Regions from separate parts of the Ovis aries genome. Here region 2 is linked to region 1. Evidence: chromatin contacts called from public Hi-C data. All regions are on one chromosome and are shown on one strand. The core of a region is the stretch at or near the end of the contact, and the rest is flanking DNA. Distances in the headings are between cores, read along the strand shown.

The links. Hi-C and Micro-C count contacts between places; a contact is called where the count stands out from the background.
Region 2: a Hi-C map of blood shows a contact between it and region 1, with 2.9 times the contacts expected there. The contact joins the promoter of NISCH here to the promoter of NT5DC2 in region 1. A contact is called at or near these places in 8 of 16 Hi-C or Micro-C datasets (blood, hypothalamus, liver and 4 more).

The regions. Positions count from the first base shown.
Region 1 is chr19:48,372,379-48,377,652 of ARS-UI_Ramb_v3.0, reverse strand. It overlaps NT5DC2 (5'-nucleotidase domain containing 2), which reads right to left and starts at 2,903. Exons shown (of 14, transcript XM_027958322.3): 1 at 2,606-2,903. The coding sequence starts at 2,840. LOC101110881 (ubiquinol-cytochrome-c reductase complex assembly factor 5) reads left to right here and starts at 4,928. Exons shown (of 4, transcript XR_003586133.3): 1 at 4,928-5,231.
Region 2 is chr19:48,508,019-48,513,292 of ARS-UI_Ramb_v3.0, reverse strand. NISCH (nischarin) reads left to right here and starts at 2,083. Exons shown (of 22, transcript XM_042236121.1): 1 at 2,083-2,354; 2 at 4,215-4,304; 3 at 4,433-4,516; 4 at 5,161-5,274. The coding sequence starts at 2,259. LOC121817243 (a long non-coding RNA gene) reads left to right here and starts at 451. Exons shown (of 2, transcript XR_006057067.2): 1 at 451-685; 2 at 983-1,235. TNNC1 (troponin C1, slow skeletal and cardiac type) reads right to left here and starts at 355. Exons shown (of 6, transcript XM_004018400.4): 1 at 306-355. The coding sequence starts at 329.

The sequences.
Region 1 (5,274 bases), core at 1,654-4,153:
GCACAGGAGACCCAGCTGCCTGCAGCTCTCTTGGAAGCTAAGCGCTTCTGCAACGTCCCTTCCCAACGGTCCCAAGTTCCTGGGTGTCAACTGTGACTCTCAGTTCAAAGTCTAGTAGTTCCCCAGGAGGGGAGAGGTCTGCTTGGCAGTGCAACCCCTTGCTGGCACTGACTTCTGGCCAAATGCAAGCTTTCACCTCTGCCCCAGAGGATGTTCCCAGGGATGGACAATCCTTCCAGGAACAAAGGATAGGGAAGCAGCCCACAGACCAAGCCTCCTGCAGCCCAGCTTCTACACTGAGAAAACCATAGGTCTGGGGCCCACAAGGTCTCAGTTTCTTCCCCAAGGCTGCAGTGGTGCAGAGAGACAGGTGAGGATACGCTGCCCCTTGTACCAGCCCCCCAGGTTCACTGGTCTCACTGTGCCACGCCTAGCTTCCTGGCCACCTCTTCCCCATGGCAGCCATGAGACTCACTCATGGGGGCCATTCTCCTGCTGCTTCTGGATCCCCAATCTTTTTGGCACCAGGGATAATTTTTTCATGGGGGATGGGGGGATGGTTTCAAGATGATTCAAGCACATTACATCTCGTGTGTACTTTATTTCTATTACTACATCAGCTCCAGCTCAGATCATCAGGCATTACATCCCAGAGGCTGTGGACCCCTGCCTTCGAGCCTCCCCTTGCTCAGTCTCCACTCCAATTCCCCGAGGTGGCCACATTTATTCCTCCATCATCCAGATGAAGAAATCAGAGTTTAGGGAGATAAAGTCACTTACTCCAACCCATCTAGCAGTAGGCCATGGAGCTGAGATTTAAATTCAGGTCACCCCACCTGTCTCAATCACTGTGCCCCTTGGCCTAGCCTTCCAATGTCGCCACATTGAGGCCAGGGTTAAGGGGGGAAGGGGGGGCTTGCCTGGGACCTGGCTCCCTGACAAAGTTTTGCCCACAGGCATCAGCATGCCCCTGCGGCTTCCCTGGTGGCTCAGCGGTAAAGAAACCGCTTGCAATGCAGGAGACTAGGAGACACGGGTTTGATCCCTGGGTTGGGAAGATCCCCTGGAGGAGGGAATGGCAACCCACTCCAATATTCTTGCCTGGGAAATACCATAGACAGAGGAGCCTGGCTGGCTAGCCCATGGGGTCACAAACAGTCAGAAGTGACTGAGCAGGATCAGCATGCCTCAATGTCCAGAATTGCTCCCCAGAAAAACCAGCCAGAAGGGGAGAGTTAGGAATGAGGTGTGTAGGGCTGGTTCATCCTGGCACTCACCAGGGCAACTTGGAAATGATCTTGTCCTTATCACATCAAGAGGAGCTTGGGTGTCTATGAGAAGATGTGAAGATTCAGGCAGGCCCTGGAGAGCTAAAGCCCACTAGACCTCCCTCTGTCTCCTTGCCACACACACAATACAGGCTTCTCAGGCGGCTGTACAGAAGGTCTTCTGGAGGCGCACAGCAAAGACATCTCCACACACTGGCACCCCGGGAGTGTTCTGTCCAGTAGGGGGGTAAGGTAGGGACCTTCCTCAGAGAGGGCCAAGGACTTCAAAACCACCGTTTCTCGGGGGTCTTTCTTGTTCTGCCTCAGCTTCTCAAGAGGTGAGTCCTGTCCACCCAGCACTCCCAGGTCTTCACACTGCTGGAGCGGAAGCCTCAGATCAGTCACTCGGAATCTTCCGGACAGGACCACGTTTGTCCTTACAGATAACAAAAGCCGCGTCACTCCCGGGGGGAGGGGGCTCCTCCGGAAGCTCCCCTGTCCCTTCTTGGCCTCTTTCCGAGTCACCGCCACAACCCTGAGGCAGGGGCCCCGGCAGGACTGTGTTTTCCGATGTAAGACACCGAGGGTTCGCGAGGGAGAGGCGCGCTGAGCGCCACCCAGCTGGCCAGAGATAGGGCCCGGAGCCAACCACATCTGTCCGCTGCAGAGGCAGGGCTCCCGACACCAGGACAAACCTCCAGCCCTCTCCGCCCTCCGGCCTCACCGGGGCCTCATCTGCCCAGGAGAGGGCAGAGGAGAAAGTGCCCCGACCGAGGGAGCAGCAACTCTTCTGGATTCCAGGGGGCTGGGACGACTTGGTGTTGTTTCTCAAACAACGCCTTCTCTTCCTAGACAGAGAGGGCCGACTCTAGAGGCGTCCGAAGAGTCCAGTCAGCATCTTTGGGTCGAGAGTCCCTCCGAGTCCGCTCCGGCCAGCGCCGCCGGCCGGCCGGCTTTGTCCCCAGTACTACCGCCCCAACTAAGGGCCCCGAAGAGAACAAGGGGCTGGGGGCGTTTCGGCTTCGGTGGGACTCTGAGAAAAGACGGCGGGGTCCCGCCTTTCGGCGGCCGCTCCAGGAAGCCCGGAGCTACCGAGAACCAGCGGAGGAACAAACCCCGCGCGCGCGCGCCCGCCTCCAAGCGTCCCCAGGACCACGCGTCCCCAGGACCACCCTCCCGAAGGGCAGCCGGGCCTTGGGGCTCAGGCGCTCAGGCGAGCCCCACCACCGCGCTTCCCCCGAGGAGCGGCGTGTCCCGGCCGACTCGCAAGCGGTGCCCTGGAGCTTGCCGCCGCTCGGGCTACACCCCCGACGCTCCTCCCGCTCGGGCTCACTTACCATGCACCAGTCTCCGCATGTCTTGGTATCGAGCCCACAGGTGTGCGCTGGGCTCGGCGGCGCCGCCGGCCGGCGCCGGGGCGGGCGCGGAGCGCGGGGCGCCCGGGCAGTGGGCGCCGGGACCCGGGGGGCCGCAACCTGGGCAGGAGGGCGAGGACGAGGCGGCTCGCGGCCCGCCGTGGTCTCGGCGCGGCATCCAGCGCCGAGCGGCCGCCCTCAGCCCCGCACCCGCCATGCCCGCTGCGCGCCGCCCGCGCAGCCCTCTGCCCTCAGGCCAGTCCGCCGCCCCTCCGACTGCGCGCCCGCCACGGTGGCCTCGTGCTCCCTCACGGCGGCCGGCCAATGGGCGCGGCGCGCGGAGCCCGTCCGCCAATGGGCGCGCCCCTCGGCCCGGGCGGGGCGGGAGGTCCCGGGCGAGGCGGGGCGGGGCGGGCTGCCGGGCCCCTTCCCCCAGTCTCCCGAGAGGTCCAGAAGTCTGCGCCCCCCTGCGGTATCTGCTGAGGCCATAGCGGCTCTTTCTGTCCTCCTCCCGGGAGGTCGGAATTCCTAAGAACGGCCGTCCCCGCGAGGCTCCGGACGGCCAGGGCTTGGAAAGGAGAGGGCCAGAGTGCTGCGGGTCTAGCTGGGACCCCCAGTCCTCCTTCTCCCTCTCTGCTCTTAGGTCCTCCCGCCCCTTCCTCCACCTCCTGTCTTCCAGACCTCAGATCCTCCGCCCCTTCCCCCACTTCTGAAATCGGGGTCCTGTTCCCCGCCTCCCGCCCATGACTGGCTATGCCAGTCCGTTTCACTCACTTAGAGAATAAAGAGTTCTTCCCGCGCGCTCCCTGGTGCCAGCCCCACGCTGGGTGAGACCTCGGGACACGCAGTGCAACCGACGCAGAAGCAGCCACTTCGCTCTCCGGTCTCTCTGCTCACACAGGTGAACCCTGTTAACGTGGAGCGAGGCGGAGGGCCAGGCTGACTTCGCCTGCCTGGTTCCTACCTCAGCAAATGGCCGCACCGATCCGCACCCCTCCTCGCTTCCCCGCTTGGACCCCTGATGCTTTTCTAGCACTATCAACAAACAGGATTTTAAACGAAATTACTCTTTCCTGCTGGGAACCACTCTCCACCCGCGTTTATTTCACTCAGATTCTTTGTCTGAGTCTGACTCCTCAAATATCCGTGTCCTGGACCTTGAGCAGGCCTACCCTGCACCTGCCTTGTCGGGGCCTTGTCGGTGGAGAGCTGGCTAGCTAGACATTGTTTCCTTGAGGTGCTCTCCGCGGTGGCCTCGCCGGCTTTAAGGGTGTGTGTACATTCTGCTATTCCCTGCTCCTTGACTGAGGACCTACAGTGCCAGTCATATGACGAGTGCTGGCACAGGATAATGGAAGCCATAGGTGGGTCCGTGGGGATGGGTGGGTGCGGCCCCCACCCCCAGGGCCCCAGTGAACTAGGTGTGTGCTGGGGCTTTGGCCACCTATAAGTCTCATCTGGGTGGAAGATGGACGCTCTGTGGCGTCCAGCCCGCAGAGCCACCAAGAGAAGCTAGAGTGGGCACCAAGCCGGTGTGTGCACATGGTTTGGTAGGGTTTGCCCCAGGAGAAGGCAGGTTATCCAGGCAGCACCTTGGGCCTGGCAGCTCAGCATCGGGCCCTGCTACCTTCCAGAGTTGCTGCTTGATCTCTCTTTTCCAGCCTGTTTTTATATATTGTGTCTACATTACTAAACTCTTATTAATTCTAAGTTTTTGTTTGATGTTCTTAGATTGTCTAGTAGTCTGGGAATAACGGTAAGTGCCCCATACAGGATAGTTTTTATTAATGTTATAGTTGTTTGCCACAAGATTTTTACTTAGACTTTTGTCATGCTAAAGTTCAGCTTTCAACAGTGCATCTCAAATCCTGTTATTTTTAGAAGTCTAGGCATCAGTCACGATCACGAAATAAATGCAAGGCGTTGTGTGACTGTATTTTAGAGCATGGTGCAGTACACGTTCAGTAGTACATCAGTCAGCGTCATCACTTCTCTCAGGACTTTAAGAGAAAAGATGGCGGTGGCAGAGTAGGGGGCGCGGCCGCCAACTCTGAGTACCAGCTTGCACAAGGGCGGGCAGGGGGCGGGGCCTGGCCGACGCCACGTGGGAGTTCCCGCCCCTTGGCCCGCCCTGCCTCCAAGAGCAGGAGTGGAGGCGCCTGCAGGGCTCGGCCTCATCGAGCATGCGCACTCCATCACATTCTGATTGGCGGACCCGCGCGTCCAGCCTCACGCTTATTGGTGGAGGCGCCCCAGGTTCTGGGTCGGAGCTCAGCGCCCAGCTCCTTACCCGCTTCGGGCTCCACTGTTGACCTCGGTGGAGGCGGTGCAAGACCCGGATTGAAAGGCAACCTGGCCGTCGGACTCAGCAAGGACGGGCAGGGCGGCTTTGGTTTCATCTGGGCGCTCCAGCCTTCGTTCCGCCTTACCCTCCTCCAACGACCTCCTATGTCCGGCATGTTTTCTAGGACCCAGGTGAGGCGGGTTCTGCAGCGGGTGCCCGGGAAGCAGCGATTCGGCGTCTACAGGTTCCTGCCTTTCTTTTTTGTCCTCGGAGGAACGATGGAGTGGATCATGATTAAACTGCGCGTGGGCCAGGAGACCTTTTGTAAGTGGGGGTGCAGCAGCCTCCGTTTCATTTCAAGCAAGCA
Region 2 (5,274 bases), core at 834-3,333, 140 kb before region 1:
GTCCCAGAGACAGTGACACAGGCTACAGACATTTGGAGACCGGGCTGGACATGATGCTATAGCTTTGATGTCCTCCTCCACCAACCCTGATAGTTCCCCCCAGATCCTAAACTCTTCACCCCTTCTACACCCTGGAATGCCAGACCAACCGGCCCCTTGAAGGTCTAGGCTGAAAGTTACTGGACTCTATCCTGGGTCCCTACCACCTCCTTAGGGTGACCTTGCCCCTGAGCCCCCAGTGGGTACGCCCACCCCAGGCCCCAAAGGGTATGCCCACCCCAGCCCTGCCCAGGCCCATCCCTTACCGCAGCCTTGTAGATGTCATCCATACTGGCGGCTCACAGGGCAGGCTGCTGGGGTTGCCAGCGGCCCTGGGCTTAAATAGCCTAGCCCCGCCGCATTCCCGACCCAGCCCACCCCTGCCTGCAATATCCTCTACTCCCTCCCCTTGGCCCTGGTGATCTCACACTGGCCTGAGTCCCTGTGTCCTCTGCCCAGGGCAAGGAGCAGATGAAGGGCTACAGGACCAGAGCTCTTTCCCTCTGTCCCCCATTCCCCCAGGAGACTCTCTGGAAAGGTTTTTGGAATGAATGAAAACATGAGTCCAGGACAGGCAGGAGCTGCAAGGCCAGGCCCCCAGGCCAGGCCCCCAGATCAGCAACACAACTCTTATCCAACCAAGGAGGTGGGTGAGGCTCCTGGAGGGGTGGTGACTTGCTCAGGTCTGGCTGACTTGGCAGCTCCTGACTTAAACTAAACCCCTCTGGGCTTCCCTAGTGGCTCAGATGGTAAAGCATCTGCCTGCAATGTGGGAGATCCGGGTTAGATCCCTGGGTTGGGAAGATTCCCTGGAGAAGGAAATGGCAACCCACTCCAGTACTCTTGTCTGGAAAATCCCATGGACGGAGTAGCCTGGTAGGTTACAGTCCCTGGGGTCGCAAAGAGTCAGACACGACTGAGTGACTTCACTTTCCTGCAGCAGTATGCAAAAAGAAGCTGGGAGTGGAGGACCCTGCCAAGAGAAGCGTTGAGTGCCAAGCTCGGATCGTGGTGCTGTGGGACTCGTGGAGAAGGAAGGCACTGGCCTACCTCAAGAGAGTGCAGTTTGGAGCCCTTCTGCCAAGGGTGCCAGAGGAGCCGCTCCCCAGACCTGTCATCTCCTCAGGGAGAAAAGTACTAGGTCTAGGCTGAAATGCACTCTACCAGTCAACAAATACACCAACAGATGCCTCGTCTGTGTGAGACTCTCCCTCTCCAGTTGGGTCACTACCTCTTCTGGACCTGGGTTAGGGCTCCTTCTCTGTGCCCATGCTTCCCTTTTCCAGCACTGTAGTTCCTGAGTCCAGCGCCAATCTGTCACCCCCTCATTTTGAGCTCTGGTAGGATACCATCTGGGGGTGTTGTGCCAGATGGCCAGCACATATCCTTTCCACCTAACCCCTCCACGTCCTTCACGCAGCTGGTTTTGAGTGGCTCAGTCATGCCTGACTCTTTGTGACCTCATGGACTGTAGCCTGCCAGGCTCCTCTGTCCATGGGATATTTTCCTGGCAAGAATACTGGAGTGGGTTGCCATTTCCTCCTCGAGGGGATCTTCGGACCCAGGGATGGAACCTGCGTCTCCTGTTTGGCAGGCGGATTCTTTACCACTGACCCACCTGGGAAGTCACAGAGCCTATACCAGTTCCCTGCCTTGCCTGCCAGCCATTGCATGGATTAACCCCCTCAATTCTCTAGAAAGTCCATTTGACAGAGATATCTGAGTCTTGCAGAGGTTAAGAACTAGCTCAGAGTTACAAATCAGATCCTCCTTCAACACACTCCAGGGAATGAGACCAAGAGGTAGGTGAGATGTAATTACTGTCGCTTTTGCGGAGAGGGAAACTAAGGCCAGGCGTGGCAGTGACTTGCCACGGAAGGTGCAGGGCCATCCCTTTCGAGTGCCAGAGCCCAGAGCAATTCCTGCCCGAGCCTCGGTTTCTCCCGAGCTGCAAGGCGCGCGGCGGGCGGGGCCCCGGGGACCGATTACGCAATCGAACCGTCCCAGGCGGCCTGCGCACGCGCGCCGCGGGCCGCAGCTGTCAATTACGTGCGCGGGGCGGAGTGGGGCGGGGGCGCGAGAAGGCGGCGGGGCCGGCATGGCCGCACGGCTCGCGCCGGGGGCGGGGGGCGGCGGGGGCCAGGGGGCGGTGGGACGCTGACCCCGCCCCCTACTGCTGCCAGTCTGCGCCGGGCGGCGGCGGCGACCGAGCCCGGAACATGGCGGCGGCGGCGCGCAGCTTCGGGCCCGAGCGGGAGGCCGAGCCGGCCAAGACGGCGCGCGTCGTGGGCTCTGAGCTCGTGGACACGTATACGGTGTGCTGGGGGCCCGGGCTCCCGAACTGGAGGTGGCGACTGGGACCTGGAGTCTTGAGTCGGGGGCGGGGGGTTGGGGTGGGCTTCTCGGCCCCTCAGCTGGAGAGGAAGATGTCGGGGCGCTGCGACTTTGAGGAGGGGGCCTGGGATGGCAGAATCTGGGGAACGGGCGCTTGGGCTCCGCGGGTCTGGAAAAAGGGTCTTGGGGTGGGGCGCAGAGAGGGGGCTTAGGAAGGGTATGCGTTTAGAAAAGGAGGCTAGGAATGGGAAGGATCAAGGGATAAAGGAGGCCTGCAGAGGAGAGGGGTCAGGTTGAGGCGGAGGCTCCCCTGGAGGGGCGCCGGCCTGGGAGGACATGACAGGGGGTCCCGGAGAAGGGGAATTAGGAAAGGGGGTCTTCGGATGGTATCAGCGGAAAGGGTTAGGGCGCTGCAAGCCGTGAAGAAAAAGAGGGGGCGGGGCCTTGGTCTGGGGGCCCTTGGGGTTGCAGTTGACATTTGCTCATAAGTGAAGGGGGCATCTGGGGGGCCTGGGCGCTCAGGCAGAGACAAGAATAGAGGCGAGTGGAGCCCAGACCCCGGGGATTGAGGGGGTGGCTCAGGACTGAGAGTCCAAGAGCCCGGAACTTTAGGGGTCTTCACGGCTTTGGACTGTGGGGGTGAGAGAGAGCGTCTCACTGCCCACGCACACTTCAAGGCTGTGGAGGAGATGCAGGATAGAAAGGGGAGAAGTCGCAGACTGTGATGAAGTAGGAGGCCCTCCTGGGTCTGGGTGGGCTTGGGCGCCTATGGGCCTGGTAGGCTGCCTAGCAGGGACTGGCCCCAAGGTGGGGGTGGCCTGAGCACCTCTCAGCCTCCTGTCCTTTGTTCTGGGACCATGGTGAGTTGGGGAAGGGGGCTTGGCTCTGCCTTCACCCCACCTCCTTGGCCCTCAACCTAACCCTCCTCCTGAGGGTCATTTTTCTGGTTCTTTCTCCTTTCCTGGGCAGGAGGAGGGGGAGGGAAATGGTCAGGCTGTGGAGGGGCTCCTACGGATCCTGGAGCAACAGGCCTGCTCCTCAATGGAGGCTTCAGTTGAGTTGATTATTTTCTCCTCCCCCTTCTGCGTGTTGCAGAGAGGGGTGGGGTGCAAGGACCATGGGGCCTCATCCAGGTGAGGGCTTAGCTCTGGTCCTCCATCATGCATGCACTGTATCCACCTGGAGGGTCAGCTCCAAAAAAGCTCTCCTTGACCACAGGGCTGAGGCCTTCCTCTGAATGGGTGTTGGGAAGGTGGTGATTTTGTGTCCCTTTGTCTGGGTATGCTGAGTTGAATAATTATCAACACCTACCTTTGATTGATCACTTACTACATGTCAGGCCCTTTACAAAGCATTTTGCATGCATTACCCTTGATTCTTAATCCTACTAGATTTTAAGATGGGAACTGAGGCTCAGACAACTTAAGGCTCCCAGTCACTTACATAAGTTGACATACATACATAAACTATAGCCAGGAATGGCAGAACCAGATTTTGAACACAGGTCTTCCTGGCCCGTTCCCTTCTGTTAGGGCTTAATTATCTATCACTGCCCTCCTCTGAGCGTCTAAGTGCCGTGACTCCTGGCTGTTTTCAGCTCCTGAACCAGCTGAAAGTGTTGGAGAAGGACTTGCTTCTAAGGTATAGTCAGGGCTCCTGAGAAAGAACTAAAGCAGAAAAGCTGGTCCTGCCAAACCTGACCCTGTTTTGCCTCAGAAGGAAAGGCCTTTCTTGCAGCTCAGGTTGGATTGGACTTTGAATTACATGGAGGCTGGAGTTTAAAAACTGAAGAGATTACTTAATATGATAGCTGCCTTTTTTGTTTTCTCACTGTTGGATAGGGGTCAGACTTATCCCATATGCCTGCCAGATCCAGTGCTACGGCCATGGAGGAGGCTAAAAGGGGGCCCCTGCTTCTCAGCAAGGGTCAGGTACAGAGGCTAGTGGGCAGGAGCAACTTAACTTTGGCCTGGGGGGTTTGGGTGTCCTGCAGCTATTGCTGAGGGTGGGGTGGGGCTTTCCTTACTGCTGGCTAGGCAAGGGCTGTTTTCCCTCTTAGGTTTACATCATCCAGATCACTGATGGGAGCCATGAGTGGACAGTCAAGCACCGGTACAGTGATTTCCACGACCTACATGAAAAGGTAATTGAAAATTGGGGGTTTTTAGGCCAAGTTCCTATTGTGTCGTGGGTTGGTTTTAGGGCAACAGTGGTTTATTCATGTAAACAGCAAAAAAAAACCCAAAACCAAACCCGTTGGATCCTGAAAGTTCAAACCTTGCATAAGACAGTGTGCAAGGAGTGTATTTGAACTTCAGTTTTAAGATTGACAGTTGTAGCTAGGATATGAGATGCTGGGATAGTTTCCAGGGGAGGGAGCAGGTTTCAATTTGTTCCGCCTGAGTATACCTATTCCAGAACCTGTGCTTTAGTATCTGGCTATAATTCTTTCTTTGCGTTTGGAGAGAGCTGCCTTTCTCTGGGTCATTTGTAGCATGAGAATTTTGTTGTGGTTTGGAGAAGATGGTGACTTCAGGGGCTTTGAGGTATTACTTTCCTCAATGTCTCCAGAGTCTCTTGGTGGAGCTCACTGTCTAGAATTGTATTGGTGTTTCTAGTGCTAATTAAACTTGAGGCCAAGCCCAGGTGCACTAGTTTGATCACTAACCGTGGTGCTCCTGCCACGATGGGCTTCGTAGCGAGCACCTGCCCTCAGCTGCTTACCTTGGCCTTGCACCGTTACAGAACCTCTTGGTCTATGGTTGACACGCTTATGTTTTCTTACAGCTTGTTGCGGAGAAGAAGATTGATAGAAGTCTGCTTCCACCCAAAAAGATAATTGGGAAAAACTCCAGGAGCTTGGTGGAAAAGAGGGAGAAGGATCTAGAAATTTATCTCCAG